2 separate regions of the Cricetulus griseus genome follow, and region 2 is linked to region 1. Evidence: chromatin contacts called from public Hi-C data. All regions are on one chromosome and are shown on one strand. Each heading gives the region's core, a stretch centred on a gene start, on an enhancer-like site or on the middle of the called end of the contact. The rest is flanking DNA. Distances are from core to core; before and after follow the strand shown. Region 1 overlaps Arhgap28 (rho GTPase-activating protein 28). Region 2 holds the start of Arhgap28 (rho GTPase-activating protein 28).

Region 1 (3,097 bases), core at 195-2,694:
AAGATGAACAAGGAGGAGGCGGTGGCTATGGCCGCTGCAGTGCTAAGCAATTTCACAGCCTTGATAGCCATGCCATCCTACCCTTCTGGCTACAGTTTGGCTTCTAATTAGCCTAACAGTCATCTTCTTGCTTTCTTAAACACCCACTCACTGTTTCCATGGCCCAGGGTGCTCCTTGAAGGTAATTTTCCCCAGTAGGTTTTATTGTGTAAATTTAGAATGTTCTGATTTCATTTGATAAAAAAAAAAAAAACTTCACTGTATATTTCAGAAATTTATTGTCCAGAAAACCAGATTTGGGTGGACTGAAACAGGAGACCTGTCTCCCGAAGACATGAAGAAAATCCGCCATCTCTCTCTAATCGAACTGACGGCCTTCTTTGATGCTTTCGGAATACAACTGAAGAGAAACAAAACGGAGAGAGGGAGAGGCCGAGGTAACTCGTAAGCCAGGCCTCGGCCTCAACGCTGGCCCTGGAACACCAGGACACATTCTGACCCTTGCATTTTCTTCCTCCTTTGGCTATTTCCACTACAGACAGCGGGATTTTCGGAGTGCCACTTACAGTCCTCCTGGACAATGACCGGAAGAAGGACCCTGAAGTGAAAGTCCCCCTTGTGTTACAAAAAGTGAGTCATGTGCAGAGGAAGGGGGAGAGAATGAGCTCATTGGGTATTTTTTCTTAAAAAGTGGGACTCCTGTGGGTTAGGCCAAGCATCCTTCCTCACGGTGCTCTGCAGACGTGTAGACCATTTGCTCTTGTTATCAACCCACTTTTCCTTACTATACAAAGACACCTGACTCGGTACTCACTAGAAAGCAAGTGATTTAAACCACGATTGGGAAGGCTGAGATCCCGAAAGGTATAGTGTCACTCAGTGACAGCCACCTTGGCCATACTACCTCATGGCAGATGTCAACCCAGTGCCAGGAACATGTGTGAGAGGGAGAGTTTGCATTGTCAGTGGGAATTCAGTGAACGACAAGGGTTCAGGAAAGGTCTCCCGTGGGCTCCACCTCTGGAAGTCCTGCTGCTGCACTGTCACAGAGGTCCACACTGTAGACTCATGACTCATGAGGGACGAGCCACTGACCACCTCAGGAGTGTTTGTTGCATGCTGCTGGAGCCTTGCATTGCTCCGAGGTAAGATGTCAGGGAAGACACGCGTGTTCCAGCTCCTAGCTGTCTTCACATGTTGCTTGTGAACACGTATTTGCATGTTTTTTTGTTTTTTGTTTTTTTTTTTTCTCAAGGCAGGGTGTTAGCATCTAGCCCCATGGGCAGCAACCGAAGCATGCTTGCTGCTTGCTCAAGTAGACACTTGCTCAACAGTGACATCCGGTGGCACAATTAAAACACCAGCCTTTACCACAGACCTTGCTGGATTTCAAATTGTTTGTGAATGATACATGAAAACCCTGGCTGAGGACACACAGTTGCTTCACTCACTCTAACAAGTCCACACCCTCACTCTTCTTTCTTCTTGAGTTTGGCTCTTGGCGCCTCATATTGAGCTTCTTCCTCAAGTCTGGTGACTAATTGGCCAGTGATGGAGTGCGGGGGTGGGGGGTGGGTGGGGGGGGGATGGCAGTGACAATTAGGAGATGCTCGTGTCTTCTCTGTGCACTGGGCCCATCTGTGGAGAGGCTCCCCAGGGGAAGGATTGTCCCAATGATGTCATATCCTATGGAGTCAGCATGGAGCAGCCCAAGGGGTTGTTTTCTCTGCTCCTTGCTAACAAGGCAACTGGGGCACAGGAGGATGAGACAACCTAAGAGACAGACTGGGATGGGAGCACTGCAAGTGCCAAGTCCAGAGTCCTGCTGACTGTGCTGCCCCCCCCCCACACACACCTCTGGAATTACAGCACAAATTCTGTGCTTTCTCCTATGTACAGATGGTGGGCTTTGAGGACAGCAGTCTTAGAAAACCCACGGCAAGAATTCAGCCTAAGTTTATTTGACATAGGTGCAAAAACCCCAGCATCGAACTAGGCAACTGGCATTAGATGAGGAGTGCTCAATAAATGCTAAGTGAACTGGAGACTTAGATCACATTCCCAGCACAGCCAGTGGCAGCCATTCTGACTGCTGATGTTGTGTGCCTCACTCAAGGCGGTTTGAGGAGGTACTGTCTATCTCTCAGCTGCTGTGAGAGGCTTGTCTTAGACACCTGTGCCTTCTTTCCCCGTCCCTGACAGGGTATTGCCACCCAAGCATGCAGCATTCTGTTCCAGCTTCCTCTCACTTTCTGAACTTAGAAAGGTTACCTGCCCTCCACATGCCTCAGCCTCCTCATGAGGGGGTTAATAGTACTGGAGGTCAGGGCTGAATGCCCGAGTATGTGCAAAGCACTGAGAACAGGGTTTGACCTTCAAGAAGTGCACAGGAAGTGGAAACTCACTGTTAAAGCTCACCACCACCACCACCACCATCTCCACCACCACCACCACCATCACCACCGTCACCATCACCACCACCACCGTCACCACCACCACCACCACCATCACCACCACTACCACCGTCACCATCACCACCACCACCGTCACCACCACCACCACCGTCACCAATCATCACCACCATCACCACCATGAGAATCTCAGAGAGCAGTTAACTTACATTTCCAAGTTCTTGCATAGTCTTCTTTAACTTCTTAGGCAGGGTCTTTGCAGTTAATGAGAGTAGATTTGGAAGAGACCGAGGACAGCCAGAGTAGTGTGGCTATAGACACAGTTGACTTAGAAATTTTTTTCCTATTGATTGATCTGCAGAAGAGAAATAATGATCAGACTTGAAAGAGTCAAGTTGGCAGAACAGCTTAATAAATAAGAGAACATAGCTGGGAGGGTCAGTGCTTTGCTTAATAGGTGATGTTGAGAAGTTAGGTCTACATGGAGAATTCACTCATTGGCCAATTGGAAGGAATGTTGACATTGTTGAGTTAATTAGCATTTTGGAAATAATTCATATATCAAGTATATATGCATACTTATCAGTCTGTTGGTTATTTCCCTCGTTGTTCAGAATGTTTTCAATGATACAGAGATGTTCAATTTTTGTAATTTTTTGTTGATTTCTAGTTCTTTCAGAAAGTCG
Region 2 (2,994 bases), core at 468-2,967, 130 kb before region 1:
CCTGGGATGACCCCACCCACAAATGGGCTGGCCTTCACCATCAGTCATTAATTAAGAAATGCCCTACAGGCTTGCCTACAGCCCCATCTTATGGAGGCATTTTCTCAGTTGAGACTCCCTCCTCTCAGATGACTTTAGCTTGTGTCAAGTCGACATAAAACTATCCAGAACATCTTCTTTCAGTATTGTCTGCTATGTAAAACAAGAGTGGCTCTGGGGTATAAAAGCAAAAACTGACAGCAGCCCTTCCAGAAAGCTTGCAGTTAGGAAGGAAGCACCAACTGGCTGCAAAACAGTAATTTGATCTTGAGTTTACAATGAATTTCCCCTCACTTCACTCTGAGAAGAGCTTCCCGGTTCCATCTGGGCTTTGGGGTGGGGAGAAAAGACCATGATCCATTAGCAATCACTCAAGTGGATGCTGGAGCAGAGAATCACATGGGGCACGGGCTGGGCAGACTGCTAATTGCAGGGCAGAATGAGATTACTCCTACAACAAAAGCAGGAGCAATTTTAGAAAGTGGCGGGGGAGCAGGGAGTGGGAAGAGAGCACCGACGTTCCACAGGGGACAGGGAGAGAAATTTTAACAGAGTTCCAGCCAGAAACATGATCAGGGGAAAGACCATACTGCACTTTTGGGTATGCTGTGTGTGTGTGTGTGTGTGTGTGTGTGTGTGTGTGTGTGTGTGTGTGTGTGTGTGTGTGTGTGTGTGTGTATTTATACCCCCTTAAAAAATAAACCCTGGAAGTACATACCATCCACTGAGCCCATGGCAATCAGGACTAGCTTTCAGACAGTCTGGAGACAGTATCTGTCAGTGTGATCAGGCCTGGGTGGAGGAAAGGGATGTTAAGAATGAGGTAAGAGTCTGGCTGCTGCAGTCTTGAGGGTGCAGGAAGGAAGCGCAGCCTTGCACTTACAGGGGACTGCCTGGACACAAGGGAAATCAGGTTTACAGTAAGTTGACTAGCAAACAGCAACGAACCCGATTCCTCAACTTTTGATTTGGATGTTTAAACGAGAGCGTCACGTTTTTTTCTCCTCTTCCTTCCCCAGAGCTCCCATTCCAGACCTCGCCTCTCCCCCCTTGCCTACGGCGTGGTTTCTGTCTCTCTTCTGACTGCCAGGCAGGAAACGTTCCTAGCCAGGGGAGAAGCCTCTCGCTTGAAGGGGGCGAGCAGGAGGTTGAGAAGAGGAAAAGAGAAACAAAGGGAGAAAAACACAACTTTAGTAGGGCAGCTGGCGGGAGCCGCAAGTTTCAAGCATGTTTCCAGTTTCCCAGAAGCAGGGATCCGTGGGCGTGGTCCTCAGTGTACGCTAGTCCGTTCATTGTACTCTGTGGGCGTGGCTCGCGGTACTCTGTGGGCGTGGCCCTCAGTGTATGCTAAGCAGTGGGCTGTAGTCAGTGGGCGTGGCCTGGGTGTATGCTAATCCTGCAGTATATGTTAATCAGTTCATTGTACCCTGTGGGCGTAGCTCTCGGTGTATGCTAATCCACCCGCGGCACTCTGTGGGCGTGGCCCTCGGTGCACGTTAATTCGTCGGCGGCACTCTGTGGGCGTGGTCTCACTGTAAGCTACTCTATCATCTGTGCTGTGTGGGCGTGGCCCTCAGTCTATTCACTGTACTGTGTGGGCGTGGCCTCACTGTATGCTAATCTGTCCGCGGCACTTGTGGGCGTGGTCCCCGGGCGGGAGGGCGGGACCGTCCCAGCCGCCGAGCCGCAGGGCGCCGGACGCTCGGGGCCGCTGGCTGACCCGCTCGCTCCGGAGCTGGTCCACGCTGGTCCGCGTCTTTGTTCTGGGTCTGCGCGGGGACATGCGCGGCTGAGGATGGAGGTGGAGGACTCGGGCGGTGTAGTGCTGACCGCCTACCACTCGCACGCGCGCTCGCAGTCGCAGGGTGCAGAGCCGCGCTGCGCGCCCCGGGCCGCCGCCAGCCTCCCGCTCAGCAGGTACCTACCGGGACGAGCCCACCGAGGGCCGCCCGTCGGGCGGGGAGGGGGACGGGGAGGGGGACGGGAGGGAAGAGGGAGGGGGCGGCGGCGCTCTGGCAAGTTTTTGTGGAGTTGATTAACTGAGCCTGCTGTGTGTATGGTCCTGATTGGAAATGAGAAATGGCCTGGGCAAAAGTCTGCGTGTGACGGGCTGAGGCCAGCGGGGCGGGGGTGGGGGGGAAGCTTGCAGTCCTGAAGAAACTTTATGATGAGTTGGGCACACGCATCATTTCTGTGGAAGGCTCTCACCGGGTACTGGGGTGATTTAAAAATATTATTAAAAAGCAAACACAAGCCAGAGGAAAAGAAAATGAGAAGTTCTCTCAAACACTCAGATTAACTAAAGATAAAGTTTCTCTCAAAAGGAAATCTCCTCTGACGTAAGGAGTTCACTCCTAGTTGTAAGTAGAGTGATGTCATTTAATGACTGCAGCAAATGCAGTTCCTGTTTATTTCTTTGCTTGGGAAGACATGTGCAATCCCTCACCATATGCATTTAGTAAGTCAGGGATCTGGATCGCATTGCTCTGACAGTGCCCGTCTGTTCCACTGAGGACCAAGCTCGGTTAGAGCCCCACTAACTACACCAAAGATGGGTCGACAAAAATATTCCAAAAGTGAGATGGTTTGCGCTCTGGCGTATTTAGGAGAGGTTCATTTGCTTAAGTGTTGCCACCCGCTATGAATACATCACTGGGCGCTTTATTTGTTTTGAAGCCTGCACTTTGGTGTGTCTTGATTTCCTGTCCTCGTGGCATTTTATATCACTGTTATTTTCAACTACTTGTTTTTTCTCGAACCTTTATCTTCATGTGATTATAATTACTTCTGTTTCCCAGTTTAATCAATTTGTGATAGTGTCACAGAACATGCTTTGGAAGGTATCTGTGAGATGAACCAACCCACACTGGCTCAGGGACGACACAGGGCTTAGCTAACAAAGAAATTATTGTTTCTTCCAGGGAGAGCGTGCTGAGTCAAATCTCATTTTGATAT

The links. A called contact is a pair of places that touch in the nucleus more often than the background predicts.
Region 2: a contact with region 1 is called in a Hi-C map of fibroblasts, with 3 times the contacts expected there. The contact joins the promoter of Arhgap28 here to the enhancer-like site in region 1. A contact is called at or near these places in 2 of 8 Hi-C or Micro-C datasets (the CHO-K1 cell line and fibroblasts).

What each region holds. Positions count from the first base shown.
Region 1 is chr2:456,741,273-456,744,369 of CriGri-PICRH-1.0, reverse strand. Arhgap28 (rho GTPase-activating protein 28) reads left to right here. Exons shown (of 18, transcript XM_027397794.2): 8 at 272-437; 9 at 539-630; 10 at 3,082-3,097. Among named protein-coding and RNA genes, the nearest start is that of Arhgap28, 130 kb to the left of the region's middle. Within about 2 kb of position 1,444, at least 1 of the 6 cell types and tissues checked has open chromatin away from gene starts, as enhancers often do. A contact at or near this core is called in fibroblasts, where this site is marked.
Region 2 is chr2:456,875,156-456,878,149 of CriGri-PICRH-1.0, reverse strand. It overlaps Arhgap28 (rho GTPase-activating protein 28), which reads left to right and starts at 1,717. Exons shown (of 18, transcript XM_027397794.2): 1 at 1,717-1,956. The coding sequence starts at 1,835. LOC118238264 (a long non-coding RNA gene) reads right to left here and starts at 1,299. Exons shown (of 3, transcript XR_004768065.1): 1 at 923-1,299; 2 at 758-831.